3 separate regions of the Mus musculus genome follow, and all the other regions are linked to region 2. The links are chromatin contacts, called in public promoter capture Hi-C maps. All regions are on one chromosome and are shown on one strand. Each heading gives the region's core, a stretch centred on a gene start, on an enhancer-like site or on the middle of the called end of the contact. The rest is flanking DNA. Distances are from core to core; before and after follow the strand shown. Region 1 holds the start of 1520401A03Rik (elastin). Region 2 holds the start of Zfp40 (zinc finger protein 40). Region 3 holds the start of Zfp994 (zinc finger protein 994).

Region 1 (4,574 bases), core at 1,122-3,621, 530 kb after region 2:
CTAGCGGCTCTCACCTCTACTGATCAAAAGCACTAAACCAATCAACTGTCCCTCTGCTGCTGCTCCATGTCAACTTTCACTTTCTAAATCAAACTTTTGCTTTCTGGCCTTCTGTTTTTTGTTTTTGTTTTTGTTTTTTAAAAAAGACAGGGATGGTGAGATGGCTCAGTGGGTAAGAGCACCCGACTGCTCTTCCGAAGGTCTGGAGTTCAAATCCCAGCAACCATATGGTGGCTCACAACCATCCGTAACAAGATCTGACTCCTTATTCTGGAGTGTCTGAAGACAGCTACAGTCTACTTACACATAATAAATAAATAAATCTTTAAAAAAAAAAAAGACAGATAAGACCATGAACCTGGGCAGAAAAGCACAGATCTCTCTGGTCTGCCTCTCCTCTAACAAAAGCAGTTCACATATATTTTCTCAGTTGATGCTCGTTTCTTCCAGCAAGGAGGAGCTATTATTCATTTTACACATGTGGAGACTGGCAGAGCAACACTACAGCCTTTAGTTCCCTCACAGGATGTCTGTCCACTTACCTGTAACTGCTGTTAATCTATATTTACTAGGTGTCTAGTGCAGCCTTCTCTGCAGAGTGAGATGTTTTCTGATGTATGCCACTGAAATAAAATGCTTTTATTTCTCCCTGTAGCGCTGGGGATTGAACCAAGGGCTTCACACCTGCTAGCTGACAGCCTAGCCTTTCTACTTCTTCCCTAGTTTCTTTATGAGACAGGGTTCAAATTGATAAAACTGTGCCGGGTTTTGAGACAAAGTCTCACTATGTAGCCCAGGCTGGCCTAGAACTTCTGATATATATCAGGGTGGCCTCAAACTCAGAGATTACCCCTGCCTCAGCCTCCCCAGGTCTTCAGTGTTGGGATTACAGAGCTATACACCACTTTACCCAACTTTTACTTAGTGGTTTATCTGAGGACAGGCATCTTGTTTCGTTTTTTTGTTTTGTTTTGTTTTAATTGAGTTTTCTTTTTCTTTCTTTCTTTTTTTAAGATTTTATTTATTTTATGTATGTGAGTACACTGTAGTTGTCTTCAGGCACACCAGAAGAAGGCATTACAGATGGCTGTGAGCCACCATGTGGTTTCTGGGAATTGAATTCAGGACCTCTGGAAGAACAGTCAGTGCTCTTAACCACTGAGCCATCTCTCCAGCCCCAGGAATATTGTTATAGTACCCACTGGCCTCCAATTCCTAGGCTCATGTGACCTTTCTGCCTCAGCCGCCTCTGTGCTTGGGGTATAGACATGTACCAGTGCAGTTTTTTGTTTGTTTGTTTGTTTTGTTTTGTTTTGTTTTTTGTTACTGTGTGTGTGTTAGTGTGTTTTAATCATTATGAATTAGACTTTGAGGAATAAATGGTTGGAAGAAGGGGAGGCCTGTCCAGAAAACGGAGCTGGCAGAAAATAGCTCTAAATAGTTGGAGAGGGACCTGTCTAGGGTTCTCAACAAGGACTAGACCAAGTCACAACTGTTCTGGCTCTCAAAGTCACTAAAGCAAAGGGAAGGGCTTGGAGGTGGGCGGTACCCCAGCTCTTGATCTCAGGCTTAAGTAGGGCCTGGCCTTCCTTCCCACTGTTGTTCCAAGAGATTGCAGGAGCATTTTAGAGAGATTGGCTATAAAGCATGATTTTTCACTTCTAGTTGAAATCAATAAAGGTCCCTTTCTCCATGAAGCAAGCTCCACCCCACTTTGTTCTGTGCAGACCTTCTTTAAAGAAATTGTCCTAGGTTCCTCGGCTCCACGTTTAGAAGAAAAGTGACAACCCATCATGTACCAGAGGTTGTGAGGCCAGGAAGTGACTGAGAGGAGTCAGTTGAGCACAAGGTTCTGAGCTAAAGGATGTAAGAATCGGCCTCAGACAGCCTATTTACAAGGAGACTCCACCGTCTTAGAACAGGCGCTACCAATCGCTATCCTGGGATGATGAAGACCGGTGTCTGAATATGCATAAGATTATAAGTAGTGGGACATTCGCTTGTGCTGTCCCCAGTGGCAACTCCTTGAGGAGATGCCACTTGGCTGCAGGGCCCTTACCTGCCCCTTTTATGGACACGAATATTAAGGCAGCCAATAGAGAGCAGCTGGTGTGGGGACCATAGTGTGAAGGCCGACAAATACCGACAGAGAGGGGCCAAGGATCGTTCCCGCCGCAATAGGCCTCGAAGAGTTGCGTCTGCGCAGTGAGAGCGCTCCGGCAAACTTCGGAGGCGGGGAGACCTCGGTGCGCACGCAAGACGCGAGGCGGGGCCAATGCCCCGGGCGCTAGACCCGCTGCACCAGGCGGGGGCGGGACCACGGGCGAGCCTGGGCGGGGCCTCGAGGCCGGTTTGGAATTTTTGGCGCGAGCTGGCTCCGCGCGCGTTCACGGGCGGTTCCCCTTCTTGGAGGGTGCTTCGTCCCGGTGTCCAGAGGCCCCGCTGCCCGACCCCGGCCTGCCTGGCCTCTGTGAGGTCCCCAGCGGCCCCCGCCGACCCGGAACCTGGGACCTCGCTGCTGCGCCACGCTGCGCCACGCTGCGCCACGCCCAGCCTCCCCAGGTGAGCCCACACCCGGGTGAGATCTCCCGGTTGCGCCGCTCTTCCGCCGGCGCCCTGGCCCGCGCTCCTGCCGCGCTGCGCCCCGCGACTGCCCTCCGGCCTCTTCTCAGTATCCGGTCACCCCCCCACCCCCCTGCAGCAGCCCCACCCCTCCGTGTCTGTCACGGGCCGGACTAGCCCTCGGATGACTCCAGGTCAGCGCTGTCGCCCACGCCCCGCCTACTCCCGCGGGTCCCCTGTCCCTTCCCATTGGGCGCTCCTTTTCCAGCACTGCCTCTCTTTCTCCCGCGGCTCTCTGGGAAGAGCCCCTCCACCCCCGGGTGACAGCCTGTTTACGCAATGGTTTGTCAGAGTTCCCCCTCGCCTACCGAACGGATTCAGCAGTGGCCCTGCACGGGAGAAACTCACAGTCTAACGCTAGATGGTGGTCAACAGATGGGTACAGCTCAGTAAGAGGGTGAGGTCCCTGGAAACCCAGTGGCTCAGGGACACTCTGTACTCAGCCGGGACTCCACTACCAACCCTTCTCACCCCATAAAAGCTGTTTGACCAGGCCAGAGGTATTAGAATGTAAATGACCAGTGATGTTGAAATGAAAATGGCATTGAGAGGGAATGGTCTCTCTGGCTGAAACAGAAGGTGATGGACTCCCAGGTGCTAGGCATGGAGACTGTATTCCTTCTTCCTTTAAAAAAAAAAAGTTTTTACTCTTTTTAATGCATGTGTATTTTTGTCTGTTTGTGCCTAGTGCCCACATAGGTCAGAAAAGGGTGTCAGATCCCTTTGGAATTGGAGTTACAGACGCTTGTGTGTCAGGGAATCAAACCTGGTCCTTTGGAAGGGCAGCAAGTACTCTTACCTCCCCCACCCACGTCCCCTTCAAGACTGTAGGTTTAATTAACAAGCATGATCGTGGATCCTTACAGAAGACCTGGGATGGGATTTGTTTTTTTTTTTCTTAGGGTGGGCATCAAATGCAGGACGCTGATGGTGCCAGGCATGTACTCTATCACTAAGCTAAAGGCCACCTCTGGGATGGGATTCTTGAAGTAAATAGATCCATAACAAGAGGGCCTTCCAGCAAGCCTCTTAAGTACTTAACCTAAGTAGTAATTTGATCTAGCTACTACTAGAGGTTAGGTGTGGCTCCTTTGATACATTGTGGCTTCCCCTAAAATGGACACTTTCTATTGCTTTTTTGCCTTTGTTTCAATTACAACATTGGAGCAACCCAACACCCTCTTTTGCCCCAAGGGGCACAAAGATACTGACACCAGGGCACTACTATACTTGAGTCATTTCAACTATTATCTAAAGCACTGATTAAGAAAGACAGCAGTTAGCATTTATGTCTTAAGTCCTTCAGCGTTCTGTATGTCTGTGCAGAGTTGCAGCTCCACAAACTCCTGGTGCCAGGTGCTCTTCATAATTCAAAATATCCCAGATTTAGGACCTGGAGTTATAGTAATAAGTCAGTTGGTTTAGCATTTGTCTAACATGAATCATGTCCTGAGTTTGATATACAGCACTGCATAAACTAAATGTAGTAGGACATGTCTGTGATCCTAGTTCCCTGAAGGTGGTGTCCGGAGGATCAAAACCTCACAGTTTTCCTTGGCTGCACAGTGAGGGAGCTTGAAGACAGCCTAAACTAGAGACACTGTCTCAAAAAAATAAAATAAAATACATCTCAGATTTAGAAAGCACAGATGAACCGGGCGGTGGGGGCGCACGCCTTTAATCCCAGCACTTGGGAGGCAGAGGCAGGTGGATTTCTGAGTTCAAGGCCAACCTGGTCTACAAAGGGAGTTCCAGGACAGCCAGGGCTACACAGAGAAACACTGTCTCGAAAAACAAAACAAAACAAAACAAAAAACAAAAAAAGAAAGAAAGCAAACAGATGTAGGGCTGAGGCTATAGCTCTGGTAGAATGCTTTCCTGACGTGTGTTAGCCCCTTGGTTTGACCTATAATGACTAGTAGCTTTTAAATAATGGTTTGACCCATAAATAA
Region 2 (4,546 bases), core at 1,943-4,442:
ACACATATATACACATATTACTTCAAAAAGAAGAACACAGAATGCTAAGAGTCAAGGAAGTTTTTAAAAAGGTATGCTATAAAGAACATTTGTTATAATTATGTCAGGTAAGGGATAAAGTCAAATCTAACAACTTACAAAACAAAACTATTAACAAATGATCAAATGGTCCATTTCCAGAAAGTGATGTGCTCAATTTGCATTTCACAATACAAACTTTTCAAATACAATGACAGAACGGTAGAAGCAAATAAACAGTGATGCAGGGAAGCTCCAATGTCCACCATTCAGTGATGTGGAACATTAGTGGAAGACAACCAATGAAAAGCACAGAAAACCAAGAATACTTAGGCCTCCAGAGAATCATGAACACAACAGCAGAAGACACAACAGTCTTCTCAATCTTCAAGTAGCATGCTCCACTGTGGCCATGCCTTAGGACAAGTCTTCCAACCTAGGAGTGATCAATGTTTAATAAGTGTCTTCTCTAAGAACCTGGAATGCTGACATCAACAGCAGATAGAAAATGGAAGAAGCCATGTGACTCAATGAAAGTGTGTTCAAACACGAGAAGACACACAAAAGAATATTTATATTCTGTAAAGATTCTAAGTAACCTGAACGAAGATTCCACAGGCATTTTTCACAGAAATAGAGAAAATCTTTCTAAAATTTATAAAACTGTGAGAAACCACAAAGACTTCAAAAAATTATGAAAGAAGGCTCAAACCCAGAGGTGATTTCAAACTATATATAAAAATTATAGCTACACAAACCCTGACTAGTTAACACAGAGATGGATGACAGAGATGTCAATGGAAAGGCAATGTAGTCAGAGTTTAATACTCTGCACAGGTTTTAAGCAAATCTTATTGAAACCTGGCTGACGTTATTTTAGGAAATGGAGAAATTAATCCTAAAAGACACAGAACCTGAAGGAACTACAAAATGTTTCATGAACTCTGAGAACAGAAAAAAAAAAAAAAAAAACAAGAGGCATCAATGGTTCTAACTAAACACTACATTAAAATTATAGTAACAAAACCTGGTAATATTGGTATGAAGACACAACCAGAGCTGTGACTAGGAGAGGGAAGCCATTACTCACATGCAACGTCAAATAAAATTTTATTTGCCTCAGAGTATTAATACATAGAGAGCCTTCAAACACCTATGATAGGATAAGCCTGAGACTATTCTCAGTGCAACTCCTTTCTAATTTAATAGAATGTGGCGAAACCAATCTCATGTCCTGTTTTTACTGTCACTTGGGCTCCTCCCGATCCCTTGCTCAATCCCTCTACCATACCTGGATCCTTTGCTACAGTTTCCTCTCTTCACCATCCAGGGCTCTTTGCTCTGCTTCACAGGTAAGCAGGACTGGCTGAGGAGTGTGAGATCTGCATGCGAGAAAGATATTCCTCAGAGAGTAACTGGAACTTTTCATGAAAGAAAACGGAAAGATGCTCACACCTGTCAAAAGAATATACTTGAAGGAAGGAGAAAATATCATGAAAAATGCCTGTCGTTCTCTAAGGATTTCACTTTACTCTGTGAGATGTAAGACTAATCACACACATAGTGTAGTTTTCCCAGCACCTTGAGGAAGAACAAGGAAGACTGCAAGAAAACTATTCTCACCTAGAGAAACCAGACTGCTATACTTCTCCAACTGGAGATCTCTGTAAAAGCCCCGTGAGTAAGGTCTAGGCCTTCACATTCCTCCTGCACCAAGTCCACCTTCACAGCCTTGAAGATCAACAGATCCTTAAATAAAAAAGTAAAACAAACAGTGACAAAAAGCAGACAACAGTTTGGCCACATGTGCAAGGGCAGAGTGCTTTTTGTGAAACAAGGAGTCATTCATTACTCTGATTCCAGTGAGCGAATACAATTATTGAAACGATGCTTTCTAATTTTAGTTTTAATCTAAACTGAGTTTGCTGACTATAAAATCATGATTACACATTTCTGAATTGTGTATTTACACTCCAAATACTGTATTTATAGAGTGCTTACATCTCAAGACAGAAAATTAACAGGGAGTAAAATTTGCTTAGTAAACATTAATGTTTACAGCAGTAACTTTGGCATTTAATAAAGTACTGCTATGGGTAGCTGGCCAGAGATGACCACTCAAACAGTTTATAGCCCACTCAAAGTCTTTATTCCAGCCGGTTGAGACCACACCCAAGTGTTCAGGGACCTAAGTGTTTCTGTGAATGTCCAAAACATAGGGGTTTTAAGGGCAGGGACCTCATCCAGGCATCTTGCATAGCAGCTGCTGGGGCCATTCTGCAGAGTAAGTAGTTTGAAGCAAGCAGTTTTTAACAGTAGCTAAAATAGGAGGTTAGCCATCCTGATGGGAGGTTCCAGCACACCAGCAGCTAGGATCTAAGGTTGACTGGAAGAGGTTACTCAAAAACTTTAATCAATGGCTAAGTATGGTAGGTTAGCTAGGACATCCTGACCTAGAATAGAGTTGGGTCGTTTTTTTCATGGGATTCTCCATCAAGAAAATAATTTTTTAGTTAACCCTGGAAACGGTCTCAGCAGGAATACAACAAGATGGAGGAACCGCTACACTGTTTTGCTCTGTCACAGTGTATATTCTGATTCTATCAAATCTGCACTGGTTCTTCATGCGACTAGTATCTACAAAGCTTTCTGCTGTGCTTAGTCCCAGGGGCAAAGGACAATCTCTGAAATAGGCAAGTAGTAGAACACAGAAGTTAGAAAAAAGCATGCATGAATTTAAATTCCAGCAGCTTTGTAACTATTACAAAGCAATGAGAAGCCTGCTTGCAGACAACAGATGATGCAAATGCTCTAGCAGATTATTTTATGAAAATATTCTGGCCAGCATAAGATAAATGCAAAAATGACGATAAACCCCTGTTCATATGATTTCAATCTTCCCGACAATGGTAGGCTATCCATGGTTAAAAGATTATCTACTACAGAATTGTGAGAGCGGCTTCCTTTGAGCAGCCTCCACCCTTGCTCCCGCCCGTTTCCCAGCCCCGCGGCTCCTCTGACCTGGGCGTTCTATGGCTGCCGGGCTGAGGCTCAAGCTACAGCGCTGTTGACTAATGACTTTCTCAGGACTCCTCTCGCGGCACCTGTGGATGCCTGGAATTTTCACGCCCTCCTAGAGAAGCCCGTGTCCTCCACCCCGGATTCCGGACCTCGCAGCTTCCCCGGTCCCTCAGTGAATGGTGAATTTTTCTGTCACTCTGTGCAGGCTCCTTGGAGCACCGCCCTAGCTCCGCCCACCACACGCTGGTTCCGGTTACGTGAGGGTTTTTTTTTTTTTTTTTTTTTTTTTTGTAAGCCCACCCCTCCCAAGCTCTTCTCTTTCTTTCTTTCTTTCTTTCTTTCTTTCTTTCTTTCTTTCTTTCTTTCTTTCTTTCTTTCTTTCTTTCTTTCTTTCTTTCTTTCTTTCTTTCTTTCTTTCTTTCTTTCTTTCTTTCTTTCTTTCTTTCTTTCTTTCTTTCTTTCTTTCTTTCTTTTTTTCCAAGTCTATCCGATTGTTTTCGTTTTTAAAAACTTCCTCGCCTTCTGATCAGGCGAGTATCCCCGCTCCGCGGAGGCAGGTCCCTCCTAGTCAGTATTGGACAGCCTGTCACACAGCTCTAGCTGTCAGGCTGCGCTGCACACGCTCAGCACAGTCCCACCCACCCACCTACCAGGCTTGCTGACAGCTAGACCAGAACTGGATCTAGTCCGCTGCACCCAGGTCTGACCCAGACCGTGGCTTCTGAAGTCTTCAGATAGAAGTTATTCTGCCTAACTTTTCATCTTGAGATACTAGCCTTCTGGACTACAGCAAAAAGGAATCAGCCGACACCCTAAATTCTGACTTTTGTTCCGCTCCCAACATTATAGTAAACCTAAGGTTAAAATGCCCTTGACCTAAAACAGACAAACAAACAAACAAACAAACAAACAAAAAACCCAAAACAAAACAAAACAAAACAAAAAAAAACTATAGCTGTGTCCTTTAAGGAAAACACTGTAAGTGGTATCTTAAAGATACATAGCTCAAAAACCAAGAGTCAAATTCAAGGAGAACAAAGCAGGTTGAGCATGTAAATGAACTAAAAAAAGACAGGAACAAAATGATTTGTTGGGGGGAGGGGGCAGATAGCAAATGCTGATGGAAATGAGGACGACTTAAGATATGAAGATTGAATTCAATAAGTAGCTAGAAACATCGAAAAAGTCCAAACTGAAGTGAAGCAAGAAATCAAAACTGCAATGTCTAATAATAACTCAGAACAGGTAGGAGACAGAATATCAGGCTTGAAGACAAAGTACGGGAGCGGGATGTCTCAGTCAAAGGAAATGATGAATTAAAAGAAAATACACAAGTAGCACTGTTTAAAGGCAGAAGTGAAATTTAAACTGTGCATCCAACACTTATATGAAATAATTTAAATTTTAGACATTAACAACTCAATCTGGAGAGCTTTACTGGGAAGCTGGGTAATTATTTTCATAACTATGCAAATTGGAGTGACACTGAAAAGCCATCTGCATCCTT
Region 3 (4,296 bases), core at 1,212-3,711, 970 kb before region 2:
GGATGGCGACAGGAGTATGAAAAACAAAGAATAATAATCATAAAAGTAATTGAAAACATTTTTCTTTAAAAAATCTGGAATGTTGACATCAGTAGAAGACACAGGAACACATAAAAGACTTGTAATCTGAGGTACTGTTAGCATGTTCTCAGTCAAACGTGAAGAAATGTAAAATACCAAAATCACAGAGACATTTTTAAATATAGACAAATCATTCCAAAAATTTATAAAATGAGAAACCACAAAAAATTTTAAATATATGAGAGAAGTATCAAACCCAAGGGTGATTTCAAAGTATATTAAAATTATAGCAATGCAAATCTTGCAAAACCAACAAGAAGACAGACTACAGCAGGTATCAGTGGGAAGGTAATATAGACAGAGTTTAATACTATGCAAAGTTTCTAAACAAATCTTATCAAAATCTTGCTGGCATTATTTTAGGGAACTGAGAAATTAACCATAAAAGATAGAACAACTGAAAGGAACTACACAATGCTCCAAAACTCCATGAGCAGAAAAAAAAACTAACAGGCATCAAGTGTTCTGACTAAACAATACATTAAAATTGTAACAAAGAAAATATTTAATACTGGTAAAAAGATATGATTAGGGATGTGAATGGGAGGGGGACAATATCCCTCACATACAAACCAATTAAATTACATGTGCCTCTGTGAATTAATTCTTCCATAAAAGGTCTTCTAAAAATTACAGTGGGAATATTCTGATGTTATTCTCACTGCAATTATCTAGAAATATTTAGAATGAAATAGAATCTGGCAAAACAAATCTCATGTCCTCTTTGTACTGGGACTTGAGCCCCTCCCCATCCCTTCTTCATTCTCTCTAACATACCTGGATCCTTTGCTAGTTTCCTCTCTTCACCATCCAGGGTTCTCAGTTTCACAGGTGAGCTGAACTACCTGATGAGTGTGATACCTGCACAAGGGAAAGAGTCTTCAGAAAGCACCCAGAACTTTTCATGGAACAAAAATAAAGGATGCCTAAAAAAGGATAAACATGAAGGAGAGAGAAAATATCAGAAATAAAAATGTCTCTTTTCCTCTAAGCATGTAGGCTCAGACACATGAACAGTCATTCTCCCTTGAACTCTGAGGAAGAGCTAGGGAGACTTCAGGAAAACTATTGTCATTAACAGAAACCAGACTGCTGCACTGTCCAAAAGAGATCTCTGCCAAAAGCCCTGTCTGCAGGGTCTAGGAATTCCCATTTCTCCTACTAGAAGTCCACAGACACAGCACTGAATGATAACAAACCCTAAAGTAAAAAACAACAGCTTGGCCACCTATGTGAGGGCAAAGTGCTTTCCTTCAACCAAAGAGACAATTTTCTGATACAGGGAAGTGATCATAATTATTCAAAAGATGTTTTCTAAAACTTTATTTTAATCTATAGTCTGGTTTAAGAGACTGCAATATTGGGCTTGCCTGGACCCAAGGAGTAACATAAGAACTCAGCATATGAAGACATATTTCTGAATGTTTTACTTACATCCTAAACTGCATACAATTCTGATTAAAAAGTTCATGGCCACTAAAAAGTCTGCTTAGTAAATATTAGTGTTTACACCCATAACAGTAGGGCTCGATAAACTATATTTTTGGTTCAATAAATGGGCACTGTTTCCTCATATAATATTATATGCAAAGCTCTCTGTGGATGCCTATTAACCGGGCCAAAGGCATTCTCTTGAACAAGCAATTAGTAAAACAAGGCAAGAAAGCAAGAACAAATTTACTTTCCACTATCTTTGTAATTGTCATATTAGGAAATAGATAATGCAACCGCTCTATAACAAGTTTTTTTTTCTTCGTGTTTTTATTGGTTTTTTTTTTTTTTTTTTTTTTTTTTTTTTTTTTACATTTCAAATATTATCCCCTTTCCAAGTTTCTCCTCCACAAACCCACTATCCCCCTGCCTCTATGAGTGTGCTCCCCCACCTACCCACTCACTTCTACCTCAGCGCCCTAGCATTCCCCTACCCTGGGTCATTGAGCCTCTACAGGACCAAGGGGCTCCCCCTCCCAGTGATGACCAATAAGGCCATTTCCTGCTAAGTGTGCAGCTGGAGCCATGGGTCCCTGCATGTCTACTCTTTGGTTGGTGGTTTAGTCCCAGGGAGCTTAGGTTGGGGCGGGGAGGGTGTTCTGGTTTACCAGTGATTTTATGACTGAATATTCCAGTAATTGTAAAATACATTTTTAAAGAATCACGATAAATCCCAGGTCACAGGATCTGAAACTTCCGGTCAGTGGTAAGAAACCAATGACAGAACTGTGAGAGCGGCGTCCTTAAGAGCAGCTGAGGAAAACACCCCGCTGCTCCGCTCCCTCCCGTTTCCCAGCCCCGCAGCGCCTCTAACCTGGGACCTTTCGGGGCCGCCGGGCTGCTGTGCCAACAGTTGCACTGCCGACTGCCGCCTCCCCAGGCCCTCCGCCACGGAAATGCTTCTGAGGAGACTTTTCCGGGTCCAGAGACAGCTAGGACGCAGAAACCGAAAGGTAGAAAGTTGATTGGTGGAAGTTCCTGTCACTCCGGCCTGGATCTTAGGAGCTGTTCTCCTAGACCCGCCCAATAAACCATACTTAGGGTCACGTGGTTCCCCCAAACACTTTGTGAGCAAGCGCTTTCTCAACCTTAATTTTTAATACTTTTTTTCCTGTCTGGTCAATGTCCTGGTCTTGCCTTTATCCCTGCCCCGGGGATTCCATTCCCTCCCACTCAGTCATTGGCTTCCTGCCTCACAGCTCCACCTGTGGACCTGCTCTGCACAACCTCCCTGCTGCTTGCTGACAGACTAGGAAAAACTGGTTCTGTATGATGCTGCACTCTGACATCTGAGAGGTAGTTCTGAAACCCTCAGATAATAAATAGGCAGCCCAACTTCTTAGCTTGGGACGCTAGCCTCCTCGGCTACAATCGCACAGCAAAATATAACCTAGGCGTTAAATTCCTTTTCTTTTTTTTTTTAAAGTATAGAATAGAGTTTATTTAGGGCATGCGGATGGGAGTTAAGAGAGTAGTAGAGGCAGAGAAAGACAGAAGGAGAGAGTAGGTAAGTGGAGGCTGGCCATGCCCTCCTGGAAAGAGGGTGGAAAGGAATGGAGGGCAGGGAGAGGCACTAGGGAGGTAGAGGCAAGGGAGACAAGAGTTTAAGAGATAAATTCCAATTTCTTATGTTGCACCCCAACACACAATACTAAAAATGACTCACAAAGTTTGGCTTCCTTCCAAACCATGTATCAAAGCATACATGAAGTATAAGAGGGACCACTGAGATGAAAATGTGGATAAAGACAGATGGGACAGAGAATGATGGGAGGGTGCTCTGCAAGCTCTCTGGGGAGCTCCAGGGACAAAGGTCACTCTGTAGAAACAAAAGCTGTATAACAGGGTAGTGGAAAGCACTGATAAAGTTAAACTCCAAGATATTTGTCATGGCCACAATAGCAAAGAAAATAGATAATGCAAATAGTTTGCACAAATATTTTCCTATAAATTGTCTGACAATCATAACATGAATGAAAACACCAGCGTCAGCCCCAGTTCCTGTAAGCAAAAATACAGTGATAGTACAACAGAATTTTGATAGCCAGGAAAAATAAAATGCCTTCTGATCTGAGTTTATACTACTTAAAATTCCATGCAGATGGGATTCATGGATTCGGGATCAGAATGGTAAGGAAAATGGACATGGTAATACTTGAATTCTCACGGGAAAGGGCATTCATTTTATCACTCTGGTCTGTAGCTCAGAATCTGGTACTTGGGTAAGGAATGCATTGAATATATAGATTTCTGTTGGTAGGATGGCCAATTTTACTATGTGAAGCCTCCTCATCCACAAGCATGGGAGATCTTTCCACAGTCTAGTATATTCTTTAATTTCTGTCTTCAAAAACTTGAACCTTTTATCATAGAAGTCTTACAATTGTTTGCAATGTGTTGTGGAAAACATATAATCTCAACTGTTGTTTCTACCCAGGTTTTGATCATTCACTTCCAAGGTAAAAGACATACACAATCTTCATAATATGCCTTTATCAGTGCTAGAACTAGGAATGTATATATCATCTGTGCTATTACTGTGTCTATTTCCCAACTATTAATCCCACTATATTTTGCCATGTTTCATCAGGGCTGCTTTGAACTCCAATTGGCCAGTCAACATGGCCATTGTTCTAAGACTCTTAGCCCATGGTGGCTTCCTCTACTTCCACCTTCTTTCTCCCCAGGGTTCTTCTCTGACACACCTCCCCACCAAGTCTCTTT

The links. Promoter capture Hi-C pulls out the DNA fragments that hold promoters and counts their contacts.
Region 1: a promoter capture Hi-C map of cranial neural crest shows a contact between it and region 2. The contact joins the promoter of 1520401A03Rik here to the promoter of Zfp40 in region 2. A contact is called at or near these places in 9 of 39 promoter capture datasets (the 3T3-L1 cell line, 3T3-L1-derived adipocytes, cranial neural crest and 4 more).
Region 3: a contact with region 2 is called in a promoter capture Hi-C map of embryonic stem cells, with 6 times the contacts expected there. The contact joins the promoter of Zfp994 here to the promoter of Zfp40 in region 2. A contact is called at or near these places in 2 of 39 promoter capture datasets (embryonic stem cells and hippocampal neurons), 1 of 115 datasets of contacts at active chromatin or transcription factors (astrocytes) and 3 of 9 other capture datasets (adipose tissue, liver and pancreatic islet).

The regions. Positions count from the first base shown.
Region 1 is chr17:23,724,080-23,728,653 of GRCm38.p6, forward strand. It overlaps 1520401A03Rik (elastin), which reads right to left and starts at 2,372. Exons shown (of 41, transcript XM_017317755.2): 1 at 2,060-2,372. It overlaps Pkmyt1 (protein kinase, membrane associated tyrosine/threonine 1), which reads left to right and starts at 2,257. Exons shown (of 8, transcript NM_023058.3): 1 at 2,257-2,562.
Region 2 is chr17:23,190,036-23,194,581 of GRCm38.p6, forward strand. Zfp40 (zinc finger protein 40) reads right to left here and starts at 3,193. Exons shown (of 6, transcript NM_009555.2): 1 at 3,040-3,193; 2 at 1,642-1,767; 3 at 1,310-1,400. The coding sequence starts at 1,344.
Region 3 is chr17:22,223,153-22,227,448 of GRCm38.p6, forward strand. Zfp994 (zinc finger protein 994) reads right to left here and starts at 2,462. Exons shown (of 5, transcript NM_001205095.1): 1 at 2,387-2,462; 2 at 859-942.